4 separate regions of the Gossypium hirsutum genome follow, and regions 2, 3 and 4 are each linked to region 1. A link is a contact called in public Hi-C data. All regions are on one chromosome and are shown on one strand. The core of a region is the stretch at or near the end of the contact, and the rest is flanking DNA. Distances in the headings are between cores, read along the strand shown.

Region 1 (7,002 bases), core at 2,227-4,726:
CCAAATGACTAAAATACCCTTCACTAAAACTTTAGTTATTTTTATCTATGGATGTCCATTTTTGTCCATGAAAACCTAATGGTCTAATTATCATTTAAGGACCTCTACTTCAATTATACTCTTCATTTAATCCTTTAGCATCTAAAACTCATATTTATCAACTTTTGCAATTAAGCCCTAGTAGGTAAATTAAGCATGCTATCTATAAAATTTTCCATCGCTACTCTAACACATGCATCTAATCACTCGGTAAATTATAAAAATTAATCGGAGTAGACTTTTTTATCTTAGATTCGTGGTTTCACAACCACTGTTCCGTTTAGGCCTTATTTTGGGATGTTATAGACCGTGTAAGCATACTGACTTATAAAATTAAGGTGTAGGGGTCACACAGCCAAACCACAAGCCCGTGTGCTAGGCCGTGTGAAAATACCTGGGCATTCTGTTTCTCAATTTTAAAGATGTAGCGGGCACACGGCTGAGACACACGCCCATGTCTCTGCCCGTGTGGACGAAAGTAGGCCATTCCAAGGCCACATGTCTCACCTATTTTGATATCAACCTAAATACATCATTTTAACACCTCAAATCACAACAAAGCAATCATAGCAAGTCAAAATCATGTTTTAAGCATAGTGTGTCATCACATATACCAAAATACCTAAATTTACCTATTTAATCCATCTAATTTGACTAATAAAGTTAACCACAATTTGAATTCAACAAACCTATATTATTCACATCAACATCACCAATATGTCTCATTTCTAACCCAACATATATATATAAGCAAAATTATAATTATTGACATTTATACAAGACAAACTTTGATTAAATCCACACAAACCCTATACATGCCATATAAACTGTATTGAACATACAAAAACTACCGAACTAGGCTAGATAGGGTGGCTTGATGTGCTGGTCCGATCTTTCGACCTCTTGAAAATCTAGGTTAAATTGTAAGATTTGTAAAAGTTTAGGGACTATTCCACTAATTTTCCTTTTTCACGAGTATCTACGGGCCCTTGATATGCAGCAAAAATAAGCAAAACCAGCTTAAACTCTCTCTCATGGTTGTTTGCTGAAGTTGAAGAAAGAAATTATCTAGAATTCTCTTTTTAATTTCAATTTGTATGTTTAATTTCATGCAAATTAAAATTTTACCATCCATTTGTTTTATTTTATTATTATTTTTCATTAACATGCCGCCTCATCTCTTTTCTTTGGGCTTAATTGCTCCTTAAGTCTTCCCTTATTTATTTATCAACCATTTAATCACTATTTATTATAATTAACAAGTTTTGCACCTTTTTCAATTTAGTCATTTTTAATTAATTGACTATTAAATTATTAAAATTTTCTAATGAAACTTTAATACTACCTTAATGACACTCCGTAACTATTTAAAAAAATATTTACGGCTCGGTTTATAGAAACAAGGTCTCGATTCCTTATTTTCTAAAACCACTTGACCTAAGATTTTGTTACCTGAACCTAATAATTCATTATAAACTTAAATTGATAATTAAAAATTCTTTCTAAAACCATATTTAACTCGTAAATACTAAATAATAAAATTTACGAGCTTACTCGTTGAATTTGGTGGTCTCAAACCACTATTTCTAACACTATTGAAAATCAGGTTGTTACACCACTAGTCAGAACTAACCAAATCTAAGAGTTGGAAATGTTTGGGAACTAACAGTTTATATTGTGATTATTTCCTCGGGTTTTCTGTCAAAAATACTAGATAAACAAGATGCGTCGGTGATAGAACCTTGATGAACAACGAGCAATGTCAACCTAAGCATTAAAAAGGGAGCATTCTCAAAAAATGACATTTTGTATTCATGCAAATATCATTCATACACATATAGTTAGGAGCATTTGATTCATTTTGATCATAACATCTTAATCGCTTGGTATAAATATAAGCCAATGAAATGGATTCTACAAGCCATGTCCCTAAAGAACAGTGTAATATATTAGTGAAACCACAAATCCCATACCCTTAAAGTTACAACGGGATGGATTGAAGTCATAATAGCAAATCTTATCTCCCTAAAGTTGCAGTGAGCAGATTAAAGCTACAAGTCTTATACATCTGAAGTTGCAGTGGGTCAAATTAAATCTACTGTAGCGAGTTTTATTTTCTTGAAGTCGAGCAGATTAAAGCTGTAAATCTTATCTCTCTGAAGTTGCAGTAGAGCAGATTGAAGCTACAAATCTTATCTTCCTGAAGTTGCAGTGGAGCAGATTAAAGCTGTAAATCTTATCTCCCTGAAGTTGCAGTGGAGCAGATTAAAGCTGCAAATCTTATCTCTCTGAAGTTCAAGTGGAGCAGATTGAAGCTACAAATCTTATCTCCCTAAAGTTACAGTGGAGCAGATTAAAGCTGTAAATTACAAATCTTACCTTCCTGAAGTTGCAGTGGAGTAGATTGAAATGATAAGTCCTATACCTCTGAAGTTGCAGTAGGTCAGATTAAATCTACCATAGCAAGTCTTATCTCCTTGAAGTTGCAGTGGAATAGACTAAAGCTACAAGCTACAAATCTTATCTCCTTGAAATTGCAGTGGAGTAGATTGAAGATACGAGTCTCATCTCCCTGAAGTTGCAGTGGAACAGATTGAAGTTATAATTCTTATCTCCCTGAAGTTGTAGTTGAGCGGATTGGAGCTACAAATTTTATCTCCCTGAAGTTGTAGTGGAGCAGATTGAAATTACAAATCTTATCTCTTTGAAGTTGCAGTGGAGCAGATTAAAACTACAAGTCTAATCTCCTTGAAGTTGCAATGGGTTAGAATGAAACTACTTGAAAAAGAGGAGCACCAAAGAGGTCGAGATTTGGCGAGACCAAATGAAATTGGTCATTCTTAAAAATCTTTCTCGTTGCACGACAACGAGCAAAGAGAGGCCACTGTGAAAGCCCAATTTCGTCTAGGCCTAGACAAAAAAAGAAAGCAAAAAAAAAACAAAAATAATTAAAGTCTAGTGTCCATTTACAACAAATTACAGGCCCAAACAACCCAAAATTAAAAAACCCTAATAGCCTAAATAGCCCAAATGGCCCAAACACCTAAACTGTTTCAAACTAAACAAAAACCCTACCCTAGCTCGCGCCGCACCTTAGCCTGCGTCGCTGCTGCTCCTGGCCTCTGCCACCATCAACTGCTCCTCAACCACCACCTACAAAAAACAGTAAACAACACGCAAATAACAGTAGCTAAGTACGGATAAAAACAAAGAAAAAGAGAAGAAAGATTGTAATCCGAAAGCGACTATAAAAATAGAATCTTTGCAAGGCTTTAAAATAAAAAATAATTACTCGATAGTTAATGTAATAACAAAAAAATTAGAGAAAGTAAGTTGTTTGAAATAAAAGAATAACTAGAAATTTTAAACCAAAAAAAAGCTGGACTAGTAAATTCCAAATCTGAAGTATCCGATCATCCTTGTGTTATCCTTATGACGGTTACAACTGAACAAAAGAAAACTAAAAAAATAGCACATCGCAGTCTCGCGCGAAAACAAAAAAAAATTGGCAAAAACTCGTAAAATAATACAAAAGGGATGGGCAGTTTCCTTAACTACCCGAACCACACACTTTCATCATCTTCTCCGTCAATCTCAGTCCACTCTACCATCTCTACCCCTTTCATCCGTAATGATAATTTCTTTTTTGAGGAAAGAAATGAAAAGAAAAAATAATAACAAAGAAAATAAGCGCAACTTCTTCGCTAAATATCTCTTTACCAATAATAATCATTCCTTGCCTTTAATTGAGTTTCTTTCCTCTCTGCCAAACACATTTCCTCAAATTTTATTTTTATTGTTTTTTTCCAAATTACTGGAATTGGTTGAGAAATTTAGATCTGAGGAGAGGATCGGGATCCAGATGGAAGAGGCACTAGAGCTGGCACGCGCCAAAGACACCAAGGAGCGGATGGCGGCTGTGGAACGTCTCTACCACCTCCTCGAAGGTTCCAGAAAGAGTCTGACTTCTTCGGAGGTTACTTCGCTCGTGGATTGCTGCATGGATCTCCTCAACGACAACAACTTCAGAGTCTCCCAGGGCGCTCTCCAGGCTCTTGCTTCTGCCGCCGTCCTCTCTGGTGATCACTTGAAGTTGCACTTCAACGCGCTTGTTCCCGCGGTTGTTGAACGGTTAGGTGACGCTAAGCAACCCGTCAGAGACGCTGCGAGACGCCTACTTCTCACTCTCATGGAGGTAGAGTTGCTATCTATTTCCTTTTATGTTATTGGTTGTCTACTGCTAATATAATTCCTTTTCCTTTTTATAACTGACTTTCATGCATATCAATCCATGGAAGACTTTTGTTCCTGTGCTTTGTGGAACTTTACCATAATGTTTTTTATTCATGGAGATAGGAAATACGGTTTTTCTTAGCTTTGAATGAGTCAAGGGCTTCCGAATTGTTTTGCCTTAAAATAATTCGTTATCATTTTTGTCTTCGCAGTTCTTGGTAAATGGAAACCTAACTCATTCCTTATTTTATTGCTGTCTAAAGTTACCTTAGCTTTGTAGAAGTCATTAGTGAATGCTTTTATGCAATTGAATAATTACCATCCTTAATTACCTCGGGATGGCTTCCATGTTTCTTGTGGGATGTTTCTTGTGGGACTAGTCATTCATTCCATTTTATTTTTTTATTAATACTACTAAGAAAGCAAGTTCGTGAATTAGGGTCCTCATGCAATTACCTCTATGGATATCATATGTTATTGAAAAGCAGATGCTTGATACTCTCCTACTCTCAAAAGATACGTTTATGTTTAGTGTGGTTCAAAAAGTCTGCTGTGAAGAACTAAAGCATTAGCTTTTAAGATATTTTTTTCTAGTTCTCACTCTAAAGCAAGACTTAAGAACCTGCATTGTCATAATGGCTAAGGACAATTTAGTAAGAATATAAGTTGTCAAAAGCTTTTTCACTTTTCTTGGATCCCATTATGTGGTTGTTTCTTTCACTTGCTTTTGCTTGCTAAAGGTTGGTAAAAAAAGCAAGAGAAAATGGTAGAAATGAAACCATAATAGATTGGAAGTTAAAAAAATTACTGAAACCCATCTCCAATTTAGTAAAATCATGCTGCATTTTGTTCTCTATAAAAGTACACTGTATTTTTTAAGTCTTCATAAATGTTATTTGCTTTTGTATCTAAGCATTCCTTTTCTGTTTTATATTGTGGAAAGTAATAACTACCTTAATCCATATGCATTTTCAAGTAAGATTAGTGATACAATGAGGGAGTGTACAACCTCATGAATTTGTCCATTGCAATTTTTATTTTTTAAATTTCTTTTCAATGCCCAGTGGTTTATGGTTTTATTTTTATATCTGTTTCCATAAGGAAAGGGACTAGATTATATGTTTTGCAATTATATTTTGAAGTATCAATTTGAGTGCCTTGCTGAGTTTTTTGAATTATTATTTGAAGATAAGTGGTAAACAATTAGTTTGATCTGTAAAATATACTGATTATTTTGTATTCCAGGATTCTTCTCCAACAATTATTGTTGAAAGGGCGGGCTCTTACGGCTGGACGCATAGAAGTTGGAGAGTTAGGGAGGAATTTGCCCGGACAGTCACATCCGCAATCAATCTTTTTGCATCTCCTGAGCTTCCACTTCAACGGGCTATTCTCCCCCCTGTATGCCCATTAGTCATTAACTTCTCCAAAATGGATTTCCAGTCTCATCTGTATGTGTGACAGAGATAAGTTGACATATATAAATTTCTTTATTTATCAGATTTTGCAGATGTTGCATGACTCAAATCCCGGTGTTCGTGAAGCTGCTATATTATGCATTGAGGTCAGTGAAAGTTGTCTTCTAGTATTATCTTTACTAGAGCTCAACAACATTTCTAACTTATGTTTAGTAAGAATTGATATTTTCTTATTCTTGTTTTGGTCATATTCAAATTTCTAATCGATGTTTTAAAGGAACTTTCACTTTTTCCTAAATATACAAATGATAGCCTGAATCCTGATAGGGGGGCTTACTCTAGAGGCAGCTGTTCTGCCTATCAGTTAAGGAAAAACATGTTGATATGCTTGCAATAAGTTTTTCACTTGCCTTTAGAAGACAAGAAATGCAATGAAAAAATCAATAGGCACAAACATCAGGGTTCTGAATCTGTTTTCTAGTCAGGAAAACATTAAAAACTTAAGTTGGTCAGGACTCCTTTTTGTTGGAAAACAAAAAATAGAAAAATTTTTCTTGACCGCCTGCTGTGACCTAGGCTACGATTAATATGTCAAAAGCAATGTTTATGTAATTTGATATCAGTAGGTTGTCCAAAAATACTCTCTTAGTTATATTTAGCATATAAACAAAAAAAATCATCTCAATTTGATTTCCTGTGACTCAAGTTTAGATCCCCACCCCTCTTTTCAATTTTCTGCATTCCTTTCTTGTTCATGAACTCAGTTTGACATTGGTTGTTTGGCATGAAATATCTGCTCCTTAGGTTAATATTAATGTGAAATATTTATAAAAAGTTTTTAGCTTCTATTGATGCGTGTAGGTCTTTAATAGTTTTGATCTCTTATGAAGAACTATACAGTGATTATTTATTAGGTTAATTTTCGGTTTCTTTTCTGTATTTCTGCTATTGATGTTTAATAAATTTTGCATTAACTGAATAGTAATTCTTTGCTATATATCCACTTATTGCCGTTCTTCTTGAGAAATTGCTCTTAGAAATTTCATGAGCCATTTACTCTGTCACATCTAGTTGCATAATGCTGATCACATTATTTCTTTTCCAGGAAATGTATATGCAGGCTGGAACTCAATTTCGTGATGAACTTCATCGCCATCAGCTTCCTGCATCTATGGTGAATATTTGATTTTAGAATAATATATTCCATTCTCTAGCCTTGATTTTAATTATTTGTAGCTGCAGATGAATGATATTCTCATTTCTTTGTGATTTCACAGTAACAGCTCAGTTACACCGTTCCCTTCCCCCTCCC
Region 2 (7,002 bases), core at 2,520-5,019, 420 kb after region 1:
ATATGAGCTTATTTAAAATATGTAAGGTTATTGAATTGATGTCGAGCTGACTCATGACATCAACTCAGTCACACAGTTAAACAATTATGTGTGTACATATAATTTAGGTTAACATATATCATAAGATATGCCATATGTCCTTTTACTCTTCGTAAATTTAAAATTTAGTCTCTCTACTTTTTATATTTCAAAATTTATGTCAAATTGCTAACACTGTTAAAATTATTTTGGTAAATTTAAGTTCATTACTACGTCATTTTTTTATTTACATATATACCATGTGAGTATTTTTTTTTAATTTCGAAATGTTATACCAACAAATTTAACCCAAAATTTTAACAATGATAATAATTTAACCTGAAATTTGAAATAAAAAATACAAAGGAACTGAATTCTTAGAAATAAAAATACTGAATCTAAATTCCAAATTTGTAAAATAAAAAATAAAAATAAAGACCTATTCCATATTTTAACCAAAGTTTAAACTTCTTAATTTAATCACTCATCTATTTTGAATTTTATTTTAAAACTATAGTTTAATCCATTTAATGTTAAATAAATTAAAAATTTAAAATTGAAAAATATAAATATTCTATTATTATTTTAAAATTTCTTATCAATTAAATTATAATAATAATTCCATTAAATACAAAATATGATAGGTTTAGCACAAATACCATGATTGTAACATGGGTTGCTTATTATTGAGATATTTTGTGTTTTTGCCAAATATATAGATTCTTTAATATTTTTTTCACACTTCATTTCAGTTGAATGAAATAATGGAAGATTTCCAACTTACGTCACTTTTAACCACTAACATATTGTACCTAATTATCTACCAGAAAAATTGTACCTATTTTTTAGAAAAATATATGAGGCCCATGAAAACGGATAAGATATGATATTATTACATTTTTCCTCGGAAAATAAATTCTGACAAATTTGAGTATGTCCCATATCTCTAATTTGATCGATGACCAGGAATTAATGAGGTGAGCCAATCAGCGCCAACTCCAAAATCATCAGATGCTCTTTGATTTGATTTTATGTGACCACGTTTTCCTTTAATGCTTTACTGTTAACTTTATGAATTTTATTTAAACTTTTTTTTGATAAATATTTTTATTTTATCATGCATCTCAATTAATATAAAATTTAATTTAAACTTTAAACTCCACACTTCTAAATAATAAAATTGTTGATTATATAGTTAAGATAAATAGAGGCGAAATTGATTCCCTGATTTCTGCACTGGTTGGAAAAAAATATTCGACAATCATTATTAACTGTTGACAGATTACACTAATCTTCGAGTTCACTTTAATATGTTGTAAGTTGATGTTGTAAAAGGAAAATCTTTATTCCCTTTTTTTAGTTAAGCAATTATTGGCATCCTTAAAGCTATAAATATGGTAGTATTTTACAAAGTCATTTTCAAATTAAATAATTTCCTATGCAATATTCTTTTAACAACCATGTAACTTTCTTTTTTGAAAAAGATTGCACTTTACACATCATGAGATCATGGTTGTCTTTTGTTTTAACTGTAAAAATATTATCCTTGGGCTTTATCTGAATATATCTATCACCTTTACTTCAAAAAGATGGAAAAATGTGTCCTACAGTAACACTGCAAGTTAGATCCTTTCACTTCAAAAAAACAGGTTGGGTATACTAAATTTCTGGTCAGTTTGAGGTCTCAGAAATAATACAGAACCTAGGATTTTCCAAAATAATAAATAAATAAAATTTCATTTAATTGTATTGAAAATACAACCCTTAATTGTTTGTATTTTGTATCATTTAGCAATTTAGGCTTAATTAGGATATAAATAATCACATTCTTCTGTTTAATTTTATCAATTACAAACATAATTAATACTTGACGAGACTTAAATTAGAATACTTGACGAGACTTAAATTAGAATAAATGAAAGTAAAATTATCAAGATTTAGACTTTGATTATTGTTGAGAACTTAAATGGAGTTAATGATGTGGCATATCATGAGTGGTTGGAATGTAGAATAAGAAAGGGTAAGAGATGTTATAATTTTGAAGTACAAAATGATAAGTACTGAAAAAAAAATGATGAAAAATTGGAAGTCATAGGATGTGGGTGAGTGTGAAGGGACAGTCCCCCATATGGAGAAAGAAAACATGTTTCTTATCCCTACACTATTTCCCAACTGCCTCCTCCCACTTTCATCTTCTTTTTTTTTTTTAAATTACTAAAACAATACCTTCAAATAATAATCATTCTTTTAACACCAATCTTGGCTTCTTTTGCCCTTTCTTTAAATAATAATAATAGGGTTTGAATGGGTGTAATTTGATAAGAAAAAGAAATCAATTAAAATTTTACACACACACAAAACTCCTTATGTTTTATTATTTTAATTTTTTAAAATAAATTTAATACCAGTTATCAAAATTGCACTTCATGGATCATTGTAAATTATGGTCAAGCTTCTATCTCAACAACATTAAATATTAAATAATTACTTAAAGGTAAATACTTATAAACAGCTTATTAAAAAAAAAAGAAAGAAAGAATTTAATTTGGAGTTCCAATATTAAAATAAATTTGAATGAGATTGAAAAAGATTCTGATTATGCTTAAAGAGAGATGATATTATAAAATAATTATTTTGATAAAAGAAATATAATAAATTATTGCCAGTGCTAAAAGGAGATATATATATATATAACATAAATAATCCAACTACCAATTATTATATACCAAAAAAAAAATCTATAAAGAGCATATAAAAAAGGTAGCATCTTATCTAAAAGAAGAAGAATTAATAATAATAATAATAATAATAATAATAATAAAGGATTAATTAAGTTTACATCATAAGACAGTTTACCGTTAATTGTCATTTTCTTCTTAAAGTAAACCCACTCACTTTCCTTTAATGACTACAATTTTATTTTATTAAATATAATATTAAGTATATAAGATGATACTTAAATTGAATGTATCAAAATTAGTATCCTAGTACTAATACTTTATTTGGAAAGGCTATGTGCCAATCATTGTTTTAAACCATAATTAAATCCAACTTTTCTTTCTTTCTAATTTATCAATTTAAGTAACTCGTGTTTTTTTTTTATTGTAACGTAATTTTTCTTGGAATAAAAATTAGCGTCAGCAGTGGCACAAAATATATTAATAAAAATAGGACTAAGTGAAAATTAAAAGAAGAAAATTGAATGCAGTTTCGTAATTACAAGCGACAAAATTATCATTTCATTTGTCAAAAGCATGGAACTCAATAATTATAACTTTAGTGGCCAAAAAACATATTATATATAAAGAAAGAGAAACCGACTTGACTTGTAGTAAAGACAGCTGCCCAGCAGGTGTTGAACTGTAATTCAGCATTCTCACAGCTGAAAGCAAATTTTTTAGCATTAAAAATAAGTACAATTTGAGCATACGTATAAAACCCAGGGCTGACAATTCACATTCTTTTCAATATATATATTTTAATAAATATAATCATTTTTAACGTATTTTAACTAAGATAATGGTAGAAGTTAAATTGGATTTGAAAAATAAAGAATTTTATAGTTTTTCTTGTAATTTTATATAAAAAGTACTCATATTACATTTAAATTAAATTAATTATAATTATAAAAATTATGGATCTTCATCAAAATTTGAATCTAGTTAATAAGCCGATTACAATTCATGTAATTAAAATACATGGTTGATATACAAAATATATAATTGATACACACAAAAACCAGTACCGTCAATTTGTGGAAACAAAAAAAGATTGGGGTCCGCAGCTAAAAGAAAACAACCATTTTGTTTGTGGGCATCTGATTATTAATAAGAAGGAAGAAAGCGTTGGTACTATCCACTGTCAAAAGATGCAGAGAAAAACAGGATCTTATCTTTGGTGAAACACCTAAATTATACTTCATCCCCACACCAAATCTTTTTTTCTAAAAAACCCTTCTCCTGCTTCCTTTTTTCTTCTCACACTGCCAATCTGCCATTTCAGTATATATATATACATATGCTACAACGTTGGACAGCTTTGTACGGCTTTGGATTTTCAAATATATTTTGGTTTCCTATCTAGGGTTTTTTCATAACACCACCTATGTTGTATTTCTTTTAGGATTTCCACTTCTACACAAGTAAAAAACAAACCATTCTCTTACGGCCTTAACACCTTAAATACTTACAATTTCCTCCTTCCTTTTTCTATAATTTTTCTATTTGGGTGGGTTATTAATGATTAATATAAATACAGATTAAAGTGTTAAGAGAGAGAGGATGAATCACTGCGTCCCCGATTTCGAAATGGAAGATGATGATTCCATCCCTTCTACTTTAACTCGCTCTAAAAAGCCTTCCATGTAAGCTAAACCTTCTTCTTCCTCTTCTTTATTTTATTTATTTTTTATCGCTTTATTATTGTTGCCAAAACCGTGAGTTGATGACGCGATGGAATTATGAAACAGGCCAGAGGATGAAATCATGGAGCTGTTGTGGCAAAACGGTCAAGTTGTTATGCAGAGCCAAAACCAAAGATCTATCAAGAAGTCACCGCCGTTCAAATTCCAAGGCGCCGACCCATCTGCTACCAAAGAGATCCGGTCTTCCTCATCTCACCATCATCATCAACAACAGCAGCAGCAGCAGCAGCAGCAGCAGCAATCGCTTACCGATCATCACCTCTTTATGCAAGAAGACGAAATGGCTTCATGGCTTCACTATCCTCTCAGCGACGCCAGCTTCGACCACGATTTCTGTGCTGATCTCCTCTATCCTTCCTCCGCCGCCCCTTGCCTTACCTCCACCACCGCCACAACCTCCGCTCCTCCTCCACTCGGGAAAGTTACTCAAGTTTCAGCTTCAGCTGTGGCGTCAGCTTCTAGGCCCCCGATACCGCCGTCGAGGAGGAATGAGTTGGAGTCGACGAGGATTCAGAACTTCGTTCACTTCTCCAGGCATAAAGCGGTGAGGGTGGAACAATCTAAACAGTCTAATTCTAAGAGCGTAGTTAGGGAATTGACGGTCGTTGATTCCAGCGATACTCCGGCTATGGCTCCCGAATCAGGAGCCTCTCAGGCCATGCCCTGCAACACTGAGGCAGCTTCTGGAGAAAACGACAATATTAACTGCGCCAACATGAGCGTCGCTGCAGGAGCCAACACGCGATCAGCTGGTGTCAGCGGGAGTGCCTGCAAAGACAATTTAGCCGCGTACGAGGTCACGGTGACATCGTCACCTGGCGGCTCCGGTGCCAGTGCCGAACCCACGGCTCAAAAGGCAGCCGCCGCTGAGGACCGGAAGCGTAAAGGAAGAGAACTGGAGGACACCGAATATCACAGCGAGGTTAGTTCATTGGAGTTAAAAGTTTTCTGTTTTGTCTCGGCTAACGTGCGCCAGGGGTTAACGTTGTTTAACATGAGCACCCTTCTCTTTGTCGCTGGTGCACCACTAGAGCACACTGTTTTTTTTTAAGGCAGAACACTGTATCAAACTATCAATCCAAAGATAAAACTAAAATATAATGGTAATACAATTTGTATAATAGTTAAATTATATTTTATTTTTATTTAAAATTTGAGAAATTAATTTTTCTAAGTTAGACAAATGATAAATTGATTTTTTTTAAATTTCATTTAATTGTACAGTTAAAAACTAATATTTGTTAATAAAATAACCATAAAGTGACACGTGATATGTTATGTCACGTGTACCTTATGTTAACATATATAGGTTAGTTTTTAATAGTAGAAATAAATAAAAATTTTAACAAAATAATCAGTTTGCTTTTTCATCTAATATATAGAAACTAATTTATCAATTTTTATAATAGATGAGACAAAATACAATCAACTTTTAATATATGAGCAGCAACTAACATATAAAAATGATAAAAATTACTAGATTATGCCAAACTAATTGTTTGGATGAAAAAATTTGTAATAATATATTATTAAAAAGTTAAATAAAAATTTTGAAATGGTATTTAAAATGTATTATGTCTTGTGTTAAAATTCATTGATTATATATAAAAATGTAAAAGGATAAATATTAAATAAAATGATATTTTAATAATTTCTTAATATAAAAATATCTTTATATTAGTATAAATATAGAGAAGTCAATGAAGCTAATATCAATATATATTAATGATTATATTTAATAAAATAACATTATTTACAAATAATTCACATTAGACAGTCTTAAAGATTGTTAGACGGCAAAAACACAAGGAACTGGTATCGTAGTCCCGATCACAGCCGGGCTCAATTAGTTATTCAACAATTTATTTTGATATAATGGTAAATTTAATTATCAAATATTTGTATTTAATTTTTTAAAAATTATAAATTATTAAATTATTAAATTATTAAATTATTAAAATTATATTTCTATTATTATAAAAATTACAATTTAATTTTATTCGCTCAATAAATTTTCTAACTTCACCCTGATACCTTTGGTGGTATGTTTCTATATTCCTATCAGTTAAGAAGCCAATGCTATAAGGATATGGTCAAATGCAGAAGTTTTAAGTACCCTTTTACTGAACTCATACGTAGAGATTTAACTGCGTGCAATTAGTTTCATTGCATTGAAAAAGAACTCATACGTAGTGACTACGTGCATACCCTTTCTTTCTATTAAAAAAATTGTCATGCATTTACTGATAAATTTATTTGTACCAAAGGATGTTGAGTTCGAATCTGCTGACACAAAGAAACAAACACGAGGATCCACGTCAACAAAGAGGTCTCGTGCTGCAGAGGTCCATAACCTCTCAGAAAGGGTCAGTGTTGTATAACATTATAATACTGTTGATGATTTTGGTCTTCCTTTGTGTAATTACATTGCTTTAGAGTTCATATATTCTCGTGTGCAGAGACGCAGAGATAGGATTAATGAAAAGATGAGGGCTTTGCAAGAACTTATACCTCGTTGCAACAAGGTTTGTCATGTTATATTTGCACTATTTTTTCTGCTG
Region 3 (7,002 bases), core at 1,621-4,120, 380 kb before region 1:
TTTGACTATTAAGTTTAACAATTGACAATTAAATCCTAAAAAGGCTTTTGGTTTGCTAATTGTCCTAACTAATATTCCAACACATATTGGAACAAGTCCAATTAACAACAATATTTAAATAATAGAGTAATGCAATGAGAGATTAAGGCAGTTTAGATTCATCAATCTTACTCTATGAAGTCTCGCACAGTGAATGATTTTATTCAACAATTAACTCGGATCACCTATTGGTTAAATCCCAATCTACTTTTACAACAATGTTAATTGCAGCCCCAGCAATGAACACAATTGTTATAATTACTCACTCAAAATCCTCACTTACAAATCACAATTACTCTCTAACAAAATATCTAATACAAGAGTGCAAAAAAATAAAGCAAAAACAAGTCAATACTTGATAAAAAAGACCCTTAAAACACTCGACTGGCACACGAACATGTGCGACAATACTACCTATTTATATGCCAAGGTCAACAGATTCTTCCTTGAAAAACAAGGTAAATTATCATTTAAAAAATAAGCATTTATCCAGGCAAAATATCCTCTTTTGAATTTCAAATCCAAGCCTTCAACCCCAAGCAAAGATTAAAGTGATTTCATCCTTAATGGATAAAGGTAAGGTTGCAAGTCATTTGAAAATACTCTTTCTCTTCTCAATTTTGACCAAAGGATAAAAATAAATTTTCTAATATAATTTGATCCATTTGTAGCACAAACCAAACATCATTTATTATACAATTGCATTCCAAAAATCATGCATGTCATAAATGCCATCAAATCTCTCTACACTTTAATTGTCTCAACTTATTTTTTTGAGTATTGTTCGAATATGAAATAGAACAATTTAAACATAGACAATTAAAAGTCTCAACAATTCCTAACGATCATGTTAACTTGATCGTTAACGATCATTGAATCAGTTATTCAGATGTTGCATGAACAATGTAATTATAATAGCTTATGAATAAAACATGAATCCCTAATTACCTAGTTTGTTGTATGAAGCAACCCTCCATGAAATGTCCGTACATAATTAAAATATTTATTTTGGTATAATGATGGATAATTTTTTTAATTTTACAAACAAAATTAAAAAATTATCATGATCTTTAATTCATGTTTAACTTCTTCTTTTAATAATAATAAAAAAAGACATGGGTATAAATAATGAGACATAATCTTAAAATAAGAATGATATTGAAATTTAAATTTCAAATTTATTGAATATTAAATTTTTAAAAATGATTGTTAAATTTAATTGGATTAAGTGTGGGTTTATGTCTTTGTCCATTACCAAAAAATAGTTGGAAATCAGATAAAAATAGAAGTAGTATGAACACTTTTTCCTTTTATAGAAGGAATTTTAATTTGCATACTATATAACAATTTTGACAGTCGGCACAATAATTTTTAAATAAAAAAAGAAGTTTATTTTTTTCTGATAAGAATAGATTTAATGAGTACTAAACAAATAGTGATGTTAACATATATAATAACGCAAATATGTAGGAATCATATCTCTTACAACAAAAAGCAACAAAGAAAAAGACAGAAAGATAAATAGTGATGTTAACATATATAATAACCTAAATATGTTAGAATTATATCTCTTACAACAAAAAACAATAAAGAAAAAGACAGAAAGAAAGAAACAATCAACTATCGTTATCAAAAGAGAGAATAAGCAACAACAAAAAGTGGAAAAAGAAGCCATAATAGACTTGAATAGCATATGAACATAACATTTATAAAGTCACCTCATTTATGAAAAATCTATACAACGAAAAACTTAAAACGTTATTCCTTAATAGCTAATAGAAAAGAATTTATTTCTTAATTCAAAAGAAAAGAAGAGAATTTTGTCTCTATAACTTTTGAAAAAAGATAAAATTTGTGTTTATTATTTTCTCATGTTTAAGTTATTATAAAGATATATAAAAAACTTTAGGTTTCATGTTTGTATTATTATTATATATAAAATTATTATATTTTTTCACATTTACAATTTATTTTGTGTTGATTCTAACACATTTTATCTTGTATGTTGTGTTCGTGAAAATTTTTGCAACAATTGTATGTTGATACTATTATATGTGTGACTTAAATAGATAAATTTACAAATAAATTTCTTATGTTAAGTTAGTTTATTTCATACCAATTTTTACATATTCATATCATGATCATATTCATATTTTATGATAATTATATAGTTTGTTAAAGTGATTCAATATAATAATAATAATAATAATAATAATAATGTGTTCATATCTTGTGTTGTTTTTGTATTCATCTCATATTTAATAACTAGTTGTTAGGTAATTTCATTTTGAGAGAAAGAAATAAATGTTTGTACCATTTTTTCGTTATCTTGTGTTGAAAATTGCAGAAATTTTTAATAAATTAATTATAGAAATCTGTACATGTACATAAATATATTATGGGTTAGTATTTAGTATATCGACAGTATATTTTTTTTATTCTACAAATAATCTTAAAGATTTTATCATATGTGTTTTCTTTTAAATATTTATTTTTTAATATTATATTATACCCTGTAGTACATTTATCAACCTCTAATTCTGTTTGTGGAGCCTAAAAATTCTTTTGGAAATGTGTCAAATATTATTCTATATATTATTACTTAAAATTGAATAATTATATCTACAATACATTTATATAAATATTTATATCTTAAAATTTTAATTTTAATTTTCGAAAGTTCAATTATAAGTTAGGAAAAAAAATTTATTTTGGGTTGCAAAAATATTGGGCTTGGCAAGCAATCCATGTGGCCTTGAGGTGGTGAAGAGTGAAAAGTCTTCTTATCCCCTAGGCTAAGGAGATAGGTTTGGGACCATAATTAGGGTCCTGCTGGTCCATGGTATTGGTTCTCACATGGAGCACACACCCTGTACATGGTATTCCCCTTCCATGCATCATGCCTTGCATTACGTGTTGGTGCATGGAAAATTCAAATTTGTTTGGTGGGCCTTCTTCGTTTTATTCATAAGGTCCAATTTCAGACTTATGATCCAAAATATGGTCAGTGGGTGGGACTCACATATCCATTAGTTGAAAGTCTACCATTTCCATTTTTGGATGTGTATGATGAATTAATTTTATAAAAAAAAAAAACCTTCAGATAGAGTTTTCTCTTAAAAGGGGTTTCCAATGAAAACAAACATTTCAAGTCACTCTCTTGTCTTGATTAAGAAAGTGATGGTGTCGACAAAAAAGTTATGGAGGTAAAGATGGAAGGTGGTTTAAATTGAAGTGTTAGTTTCGAGTAGTTTTTTTTATAATAATTAAAATGTAATTTTATCATTATAATAATTTATATTTATATAATTTTAAGAAGGATTAAACTAAAATGTTATCAATTTTAGAAGTCAAATTAAAATTTTACCATATATTAACTTATAAATTTATAAATTTTAGAGTATGCAATATAGAGAAGAAAAAAGAAAAAGGAAAAATGATTTCATTGGCTTTAAATCAAGTGGACACTCTTAAAAAAAATGTTTCTATGATGTCTCTTTCTTTTTCTAGCGCATACCTAGACATTTTCAATTATTTTGTGGGGGTTGGCGTTGAACATATATATTTATGTTGGATACTTGTTTTTGAATTTAGATGTTATGAGGAGGAAGAAATTATTGGTTAAATGCAAAAGTTGTGATGCAAGTCTCTCAATATTCCATATAGCTGTAATTTCAGAGGTTTTTGTCCATGTTATCTCATGTGTTCAATTTTCTAATGGGGTATGCTTCACATTAATTCACGTTCTGGTTTCCCCTACAAATTTTGCTCATCTTATGCTAAGATTTGATTCCCTCATTTATTTTATTAGTTACAGTTTTTACGGTTAAGATTAAGTTGAACCATATTTTATGAAGGTTTGGTTGATTCCCTTGAGTAAACCAGTGATTAGAGTCAAAGAGATTTTCTTTTTACATTTAAAATTATCAAAGATTAGATCTTAGCAAAACAAAAAACTCAATTAGTTTATACCGTTATTTTTTAATAAAAGATATTTAAAAAATTGCATTTAGGATACACATAAGGGTGTTAACTCAATCCCTTCAAATTCTCTGACCACTTTTTAAAGCAAATCAAATTTCGCAGCAGTGTCGGGTTTAAGTTCAGCTCCACCCCATAAATTTACTTAAATGCCTTGCGTTTATTGTTTATGTTTCTTAAATTTATAGAAAATGACCTAATAACTAATATTTTCTTATAATTTTAAATTTTATAATATATATTTTTATTTTTCGTAAAAATTGACATATATGCAATATTATATAAAATTTCGAAATGAATGGAGATAAAGGCCGAAAACACCATTTTGGGATTAAAGGCAAAAACAAAATGGAGGGGAGCAAAAACTATAACTGTAAATTAACAGAGTATTCAATCAATGATTTACGATTAGTTAGGTTTTTCTGTATTTATGTTCATTATTAAGTTAAATAAAAATATATAAATAAAAATTACATGTCATAAACTACTAATTAAAAGTGTCTATTACTCTAGATGTAATCTGAATTCGAATTATATTACTTATGTTTATTGTTTGAACTTTGTCCTATTATTATAATTTATTAAATATATATATAAATAAATTTCGACTCGTTTGTTAAATGAATAGAAAAGATTGACTTTAACACATGTTTTACATTAGATTGTAACGTGACCAATTGAATTTCTCCTTGGGGGAATCCACCACATTCACATGGCCCCGAGCAAGGAAATTAAAATGGTAATTAAAATTAATTAATATTAAGACGGCTATGATGAGTCTTGAGCAAGGATCATCCCTTGCCTTACTCTCTCTAAACCATCACCGCCCCTCCATAATACCTTCCATATAATATATGTATTTGTAGTGCAACCATGAACCAGAAACACATTAATATGTGTATATATATATTTATCGGGAGTTTAACCCTCTTCGCACTTAAAACATTTCTTCTTGTAGTATTAACCATTAATAAATTGATATTGTGTCTGTCTTATTTACCAGTTTTTAGAGGATTAAAAAAGCATGGAAAAGCAGGTAGGCTGTTCATCTACGTGGCAATGTGCATGAATCTTGTTTATGCTCAGACAAACACGTAGTCATTCATTTCCATGCAACAACATAGATCCGGTAATGATATTTGTGTATTATTTCTTGAATTACATAATTTATTTTCTTTTTTGTGTGATGCAGCAATTAATCGAGTATAATAAATTTTCTTATAAAATATTTATAATTATTTATAATTTTTTTCAACTTTAAATAGGAGGATAAATGTGCACATAAATTCACGTTTTTTTATTCTGATAATAAAATAGATGTCAATTAAACTAAGATTCAATGGACTATAATAATTAAATTATAATAATTGAGTGTAAATAAATGAAAATATAAACTTACACTAAATTTTGTTATGAAAAATAAAGAATTAAAATTTTAAATATTTTTAATTTAATAAAACAATAATGATCATTAAAGCTACGTAAAAAGATCTATTTTTTAAACAAGATATTAATAGCCTTACCTTTTAATTTAATTAATTGAAATTAGTGTTAAATGCTACTAAGATAGATGAAAAATGATAAGTAATTATGGGAAGAGGGGTTAATTTATGGGTATATGCCTTTTTTTATAAAATTTAAAAAATTTAGGTGTCCTTTTTTTATATTTACATCGTTATTGAAGAGAAAAAGTGAAAATAAGTTCTGTAGGACGCACTTTGAATCATGTCAGCTGAAATGTGCTCTATAGGAAGTGTTTTCATTAAAAATTGGTGACTTAGTTTTTTTTGGTTAGATAATTAAATGTTAGTGCTTTTGTCCTTAATTAAGTCTCAAGTTCAAGTCCTACTCATATTTACATTTTTATTTCAATTTCTTTCAAGCTTTTTTTTAATTAATATTTTTAATATGTTAGCTCTTCTGGTTAGATGATTAAATAATTGTGATTTTATTTTTGAGTCCTGGATTCAGCTCATCTTATAAGCATTTAATATGTATTTTTTATTTCATGTCGTTTCAATTTTTTTATTTTTAATTAATGTTTGTAATTAATAAATATATTGTTTTCAAGTTTTTTATTTTAAATTTATCTTTTTAACTAATAACTCTTTTATTTATAGAATCAAATAATTAATGTAAATATTATTTTTTTTAGTAAATATAATATTTATTTTTCAATACATATTAGAAATCACCATACCCATAATATAGGTGGAGAAAATAAATATTTGACATATAAATATTATATATAAAGAAAAATATATCAAAAGAATTAGTTGATGTTTTTTAAAAAAATTATTGCATATTTATTATTTGAATTTATAAATAAAAGAGTTATTAATTAAAAAAACATGAAAACAATATATCTATTAATTATAAACATAAACTAAAAAAAGCTTTAAACAAAATGAAATAATACATATTAAAATACTTATAAAAGGACTTGAACTTGGGACTTAAAGATAAAATAATATCTAACCATCAAACCAAAAGAGTTATCATGTTAAAATTTTTAATTAAAAATAACTTGAAACAACATGAAAAAAATACAAATGTGAGTAGGAAAAAAATCAAACACAAGACTTAAGAACAAAAACACAAATATTTAACCATTTAACCAAAGAAACAAAATTAATGAAAACATGCGCGTTTTTAATTTCTCTCTAACAAACCACCTATACCAATAAATATAAGAAAACGTCCTAATTTGGTATGGGGTATCAATTTATATCCTTTGTGAAACAGTTGCATGCATAATTTGGTCGTTAGAATAGTCAATATATATTGTATTCCATTAACAAAATTAGTATTGATTCTTGAATAAATATTTTATTTTTGAAGGTTTGAACAAATATTTTATATTAGAGATTTAATGATTTTTTATATAAAAATATTAAAGTGCGATATAATAGGGATAATATAAATATAACATAAACATACTGATGTTAAATTTATGTAATTGAGCAATCATACCTTAAATAT
Region 4 (7,002 bases), core at 2,193-4,692, 330 kb before region 1:
AATTATAAATAAGAAATATTGAAATAATTTGCTCCAAATAAAAATATATCTAATGAAAGAATGACCATAGCTTATAGCTAGAATTTGACTGAACGCCATCTTAGCATGTAATGAATTTATTCATGCATAGAGGAAATATATATATATATATGTATAAAAGGCCCCGAAACTCTTAACATTGAGGTTGAATGCAGATGGCAGGCCAACTGCTAAAATAGTGTAAAGAGGTGAGAAGCCAAGCCAGTTGAGTCATATTCATAGATATATTATATGCCAATGACTTGGCCTTGAACTTTTCATTACGCGTGACTAATACTATAATTATAGATTTTAGGCAAATTAGCTTTTTGAGGGTATAAATCTTATAATTTATATTTTAATTTTTTCAAAATATGGTTGGTATTGCCATTTATATTTATTATCTCGAAAAAAAAGATTTATAATTTAATATTTTCTACGCGCTAACTTCAAATTTCCATCCTAGCAAAAGCAATGTATACCGCCGACTACTAAAAAGAAAGAATGAAATGAAAAAGGCTCCAAATTATAATAAGAAAAAGGCATCGTTGAATCCCATCCTTAAAGGCTAAACGTTGGGTGCAATGGTGGTGGTGGAGCAATGCAAGGCTGTTTGAGTTGGAGTGGAAGCTGCTATTGGGGGAATATGGGATAGCAAAAATACATTCATATCCTTTTCATATCTCATGTATCATATGCATGGGATATGCCTATGATTTACTTTCTTCCTTTTTATCTATTATCTCCTTGTATGTTATGCATTTGGAAAGCTTGTTTCTAGGTTTTCTTTTTCTATATATAAATTGATTATCATAGCAAAAAGTTGGCATGATCATGATCATGATTCTATACTCATTTTCTCCCACTTAAAATATCTGGCCACTTTTTTTAGGGTGATGTCAATTGATTCCTATGAATATTAATTAACAATTATTTTATAAACATTTATATATATCTTTTGAATTATAGGATCCATTTCATAAAATGATAAGGTACAATCGACAGGGATGTGGAAGCTAAACCCAAAAGAAAATGCATAAAGTTCGCTTAAAAAACCTTGTGTTACAATCCATTGTTAATAAATTTATATTTTAAATTTTTTAATAAATGGTGTTATCTAATTCATTAGCAACATAAAAATATTTACATTACCGGTGCATTTATTATATTTTAAACTATAATAATAATTTGCTTTACTTGATTAACATAAGCAAACCCTTTGCCCTCAATATATTTTCTTCTATTTTTATTAAAAAGTAGTGACCAACATGGAACTCAAGGTCCTCAATGGTCATGCACATGCTTCCCTCTGTCCTTCACCAATCAATCTGCCAAAACCTTCCCCCTACTGTTTCCCATTCCCCCATGAATTTTCACTCATCAATCACACACCACCAAGTGGGAATTATGGTGGGGGGCTAGGCTAGCTATGGCTACCTTCCTCATTGCTAGTTTCCAACTCGAATATTTTCATAATAATCATGAACTTGTACTTTGACAGGCCTATTCCACCAAAGTACAATTTTCAAAAACAAAACCCTAAAATGCTTTCCACGACTAATCACCATTGTCATAAATGAACATAAAAAAAAATCTCAAAAAAGAAGTAATAATATTTCTTAATTATATGAGCATTCGAGCGTGTCAAACTCGGAAGCATTCACCGAAAGCAACGTTGTTTATCGACCTTCCACGTACCTTGAATGTTTCACAATTGTGTGTTCATACTTTGAACCTCTAGATTATCCTAGTACTTTACAATCTTTACCATGCATAAAGAATATTCTCTCTTCTCACCATGTTTGCTTTCTGACATCTATTTCACCCAAATTCGTAGCTTTTTTTTTTATCATTGCTCGAGGTGTGTGATACATATGTACTATATAGAATGTACTATATAAATTAATCAAATACATTTTTAAATATCACAAACACCCATAGTTATTAATTTTCTTGGCAAAGTATAAACATTTACACAAAAGCCAAATGAAGGTTCAAAGCTAACCATCGTTGTAGTTCAAGGGCAATACCAGGCACGAAAAACTATAATTTGGGAGCAATATCTTTATTGTTGTAATATTAATTTAATTAAAATATTTTTTATACCCGTTTTACAATTTATAAAAAATTAATTAATTTATAATTATTTTCTCAACAACATCATATTCAAAATTTAAATCTAAATTCTGTCCATAAAATTGTAATAAACTTTACAACTAGGCTAAATATTGTTAGTCTGTTAGGAATATTAGTTGAGCATGCAAATCGTCAGCTTAGAAACATACACAGTGGAAGAAGAGGGCATGTGGATGGGTTGAGCAGATTTTTTTTCTTGGGAAGTGGTGTGAAATTAGTCGAAGTGGGTTGGACAGATGGCGCAAAGGTGGGTGTGGAGGAGGGTCGGCAGAAAGGGGCATTTGTGGGTCGAAACAGCCTTACAAGTCGCAATCCCAAGGCAATGGAGGGGCTCATGTGGGGGATCCCTCCCCCAAGATCGTGACAGTGTTAAACCCCTTCTTATTCATCAACTTCACTCATCCAATCCACGTGGGAACATCGCCGCCTATATCCTAGTCAGCACTCTCTGCCACTTAGGCTTCCAATTTCCATACATTTTAAATATTTTATTTATCCTCCCATTTATTTCTTTATTTACTTTATTTTTAAATTTTTTTATGAAAGAAACTCCTCTCTAGTGGGTCCATTAGAATCATAAGAGGATGCTGCGTCATTTTCATTTTCATTGTTTCCTAATTCTCTCCCTATGATGTTTCCACTTCATCTTCGGTTAATTTAGCTGATTTTACCTCAAATATTACAGCATAAAATAGGACCTAATTTCTTTTCCTTTTCTTTTCTCTTTTCTCTTTTTATGTTTGAAATTAGGAACATTACAATGTTTCCCTTTTTCTTTTTTTCTTTTGCACAAATTCAATATGATGTATGAAGTTGTGCTAATTGAATATGATTGTGTATTTCAATTATCATATATGTATATATATTGTTTTTGATATATAAAATGATCTTATCAAAGTTCACTTACTATGAAGTTGGTGGAACATATACAATAATTGATATAAAATAATATGGAATCTCAAGCTTGGTATGAAATCTACAAGCACATTTGATGTTGGGCATCAAAATCATGGAAACTCCATGCTTTCATTGGTAACCCAAGTGTTTTCTCTTCTAAATATATTTACATCTTTATAATAAACAAAAAAAATTATAAAGGAAAGAATAAAAAATTCCAAAAAAATATGATAATCCTTCAACAATTTTTTAAGTATAATGTATATGTATATAAGGATCTATTAAATTATTCTATAAAATAACAAAAGGTAGCCATTGGCTTATGATTTGAAACTGGACCCTTTTAAAATGCATTAAATTCTTGAATGTTATCACATGGACCTTCCTTATTTAAGCAGCCCCATCCCATCTTCTCCCTCCAAACCAAGAACAACAACTTACTCTCTCTGAAAGAAAAAAACAAACACCATTTCTTTTTTTTCTCTAAGCTCTCTAATTTCAACTCTACATTTTTGTCTCAAGACAAACTCACCGTATGACAATGGAGAATTTGTTTCGCCTTGTTGATCAAGACCAAGATTTCTTTCAGCGTAAATGGACTTTGGTCAATGGTCCGGTCATTGTTGGTGCCGGACCATCAGGGCTAGCCACTGCTGCTTGCCTGAAAGAACAAGGGGTCCCCTTTGTTGTCCTCGAAAGAACCGATTGCATTGCATCTTTGTGGCAGAAACGCACCTACGACAGGCTAAAGCTTCACCTTCCCAAACAATTCTGCCAACTCCCTAAACTACCTTTCCCTGAGGATTTCCCCGAGTACCCAACAAAGAGACAGTTCATTGACTACCTTGAATCATATGCTAAGCATTTTGATATCAACCCAAAGTTCAATGAGTGTGTGCAGTCAGCTAGGTATGATGAGACCAGTGGTTTCTGGAGGGTGAAGACCATTGTTACAAGTGGTTCAAACAAGACTGAGTTCGAATACGTTTGCCGCTCGCTTGTTGTGGCCACTGGTGAAAATGCCGAGTGTGTGTTGCCCGATATTGAAGGATTGTCAGAGTTTGGTGGTGAAGTTATCCATGCTTGTGATTACAAGTCTGGTGAAAAATTCAAGGGGCAGAAAGTACTAGTTGTCGGCTGTGGCAACTCTGGCATGGAAGTTTCTTTTGATCTGTGCAACCACAATGCTTCACCTTCAATGGTGGTTCGCAGCTCGGTAAGTCATCAGAAAAAAAAAAGTTACCTTATATCAGATACACTTCGAAGAAAAATTGAATTCTAATGGGTTTTTTGTTCTGTTTTTCAACAGGTTCATGTCCTGCCAAGAGAAATTTTTGGGAAATCAACATTCGAATTGGCTGTTTTGATGATGAAATGGCTACCCCTTTGGCTTGTTGACAAGCTAATGTTGATTTTGGCATGGTTGATGTTGGGAAACATTGAGAAATATGGACTTAAAAGGCCATCAACGGGTCCCTTGGAACTCAAGAACACAAAAGGGAAAACCCCTGTATTGGACATTGGTGCATTGGAGAAAATTAGATCAGGTGACATTAATGTGGTTCCTGGAATCAAGCGTTTCTCACGTGGACAAGTTGAGCTCGTTAATGGCGAAAAACTTGATATCGATTCAGTTGTGTTGGCTACCGGATACCGCAGCAATGTTCCCTCATGGCTTCAGGTGAGAAAATGCTCTAAAATTCAACTGTTTTAAAGAAGCCAAGATTGACAAATAAACTAATGGAAATAGTTGACATGATGAAACAGGAAGGTGAATTCTTCACCAAAAATGGGTACCCAAAGGCTTCATTCCCACATGGGTGGAAAGGAAAAGCTGGACTTTATGCAGCTGGGTTCACAAGGAGAGGGCTCTCAGGTGCTTCCTCTGATGCCATGAGGATTGCACAAGATATTGCCCAGGTTTTTAAAGATGAAACTAAGCAGCTCAGAATGAGAACTGTTGCTCGCCATAGACGCTGCATTTCACTTTCACAGTTCTAAACTTACAAAATCCTCAGGCCAAATATTTTTATTTCATCAAAAGCTAGGAAACTAGCTTTGTTCCTGTAAAAATTAATAATACTGTATAATACTCTCACCCAACAAAAACAAAACAAAAGAGGTAGAACAGGCTGACAGAGCCCTCTCCAAAGGCCCAAGTTTTGATTTTCTTTGGGAATTTTGTAAACCGAGGATGATGAGGCTTTTTCCTTTCTTTTTTTTTTAAATTTTTTTTAAAAATGTTTGTACCATAATTCAGTAATCAAGTTGAATGATACAGCAGCTTCCTTTCTCTATATCCCATCATTTCTCTGTCAATGGTTTCAAGATTCTTTCAATTCATGGTACTAATTATTACAATAAGTTCCAATCCACAGCCAGAAAGCTTCATTCTTAACCAGTAAAAATGCTGATTCTTTGAGAAAGGAACAACAGATTTCCAGTTCCCTAAAAGAAATAAGCATTGTATTAATGAAAAGGTAAAGGCCCACTGACTGAATGCTTGAGATTTCCAAGTTGCCCCCTCAAACATCAAATCATAGATGGGGAATAGGACTCATGATGATGAGGGACAATGGAACCCAGCTCCCACCATCTTTTGAGGATAGCCAAGCTCCAAACACTATTCCCCTTGATTCCTAAATTACTTGTATGATTTCATTGACCAAAACTTATTTGTAAACGAATAATCTAAAGCCGCACATGGATTGAGCAGAGCACCCTCAATGCTCTCATCATGACTGAATTACAGTTAGATATTTTATGTAAAGCATATTCCTTAACTTAGAGACGTGAGAACTAGCTGTCTTGATCTTATGTAAGTCGTAGAAGTCCGTAAAGGCATGAATACCCTGTTTCCTTTTCTTTTACCCTTTATAATAGAGGACAGTATTGCACCGAAAAGGTAAAAAATTTAATGGCGTCGCCCGGACTCGAACCGGAGACCTTCAGTGTGTTAGACTGACGTGATAACCAACTACACCACGACACCTTTTTTACCGTTTTCTGAACGAACAGGGATGTTTTCTTATTTATGATGTGTCTTACATGAGTGGTGACCCAGCCAATTAGCCTGCAAATAGACACGATAGTAAGGTGCGTATTACCGAACAAAGTCTTCCAACTCTAAAGCAATTATAGTGTAAATATTATACGAAAACTACAAAAAGATATTAATGCTTGAAATTATGTATATATAATTTCATGAAAATATACGAATATAGTCATGACAATCAAAAGTGGTTCTAAAGCGGATAATAAAACAAAAGAGGCAACTCCTATCAGGGAAGCCTGAGTTTTGACAGCCACAAATGACAAAAACACACATTGCAGCGCCCGCTATTTGGGAATTAGTCAACACACATCAAACATTGCTTTCACTGACACAAAAAGGCAAACTTCCCAACACCCCATACTCACAGTCCACAAATATTTGGAATTCAAATACTACTATTTTCTATACTGCTAGGCTCCAGTTGCTATTGGCTGAGATGAGGGTTTCAATAAGCCAATTGGTATATGCTGAGATTCAAGTCGTTTACCTTCTCCCTTTTTACATTGCTTTCAATTTAAAATGCATGAAAATTTTCTTGGCTGGTGGCTTGATTCAACAGGGAAAAGAAAGAGTCACCTATTAAAAGGAGCAACTCAGGTCCAAGAATTAAAAGCCCACAAAAAGATATGAACAGTGTCCATTGACTTCCAATTAAGATGGAGACTTCAAAACCAAGTGTTAGTAAGCCATGGGGCCTTTTCTCTTCACATTCCTAAATATAGAACATAGAGAGACAGCCCGTTTTTGTTGCTAAAGACTTTGATTCAGAAATTACAACAGGGTGCTTTGAATTCAATGTCCCATATGTTCCCTTCTTTACCAAGCCGGCATGGCCTTTACAGCAGCAACTGATCCACTATGTTATCTCAAACTCAAATATAAATATGTACTTGAAA

The links. A called contact is a pair of places that touch in the nucleus more often than the background predicts.
Region 2: a Hi-C map of leaf shows a contact between it and region 1, with 2.0 times the contacts expected there. The contact joins the promoter of LOC107894214 here to the promoter of LOC107901897 in region 1. A contact is called at or near these places in 17 of 34 Hi-C or Micro-C datasets (callus, leaf, petal and 1 more).
Region 3: a contact with region 1 is called in a Hi-C map of leaf, with 2.2 times the contacts expected there. The contact joins the enhancer-like site here to the promoter of LOC107901897 in region 1. A contact is called at or near these places in 3 of 34 Hi-C or Micro-C datasets (callus and leaf).
Region 4: a Hi-C map of leaf shows a contact between it and region 1, with 2.5 times the contacts expected there. The contact joins the promoter of LOC107955258 here to the promoter of LOC107901897 in region 1. A contact is called at or near these places in 4 of 34 Hi-C or Micro-C datasets (callus, hypocotyl, leaf and 1 more).

Annotation. Positions count from the first base shown.
Region 1 is chrA07:42,881,655-42,888,656 of Gossypium_hirsutum_v2.1, forward strand. It overlaps LOC107901897 (CLIP-associated protein), which reads left to right and starts at 3,477. Exons shown (of 22, transcript XM_016828066.2): 1 at 3,477-4,234; 2 at 5,518-5,673; 3 at 5,774-5,836; 4 at 6,796-6,864. The coding sequence starts at 3,671.
Region 2 is chrA07:43,297,133-43,304,134 of Gossypium_hirsutum_v2.1, forward strand. It overlaps LOC107894214 (transcription factor PIF1), which reads left to right and starts at 3,770. Exons shown (of 8, transcript XM_016819453.2): 1 at 3,770-4,381; 2 at 4,487-5,363; 3 at 6,709-6,807; 4 at 6,901-6,966. The coding sequence starts at 4,299.
Region 3 is chrA07:42,507,186-42,514,187 of Gossypium_hirsutum_v2.1, forward strand. No RefSeq gene overlaps it. Among protein-coding and RNA genes, the nearest start is that of LOC107955258, 43 kb to the right of the region's middle. Within about 2 kb of position 2,871, at least 3 of the 9 cell types and tissues checked have an H3K27ac peak or open chromatin away from gene starts, as enhancers often do. A contact at or near this core is called in leaf, where this site is marked.
Region 4 is chrA07:42,550,466-42,557,467 of Gossypium_hirsutum_v2.1, forward strand. LOC107955258 (probable indole-3-pyruvate monooxygenase YUCCA8) reads left to right here and starts at 3,443. Exons shown (of 3, transcript XM_016891001.2): 1 at 3,443-4,267; 2 at 4,361-4,732; 3 at 4,819-5,348. The coding sequence starts at 3,587. The coding sequence ends at 5,052. TRNAV-AAC (transfer RNA valine (anticodon AAC)) reads right to left here and starts at 6,043; the gene lies at 5,970-6,043.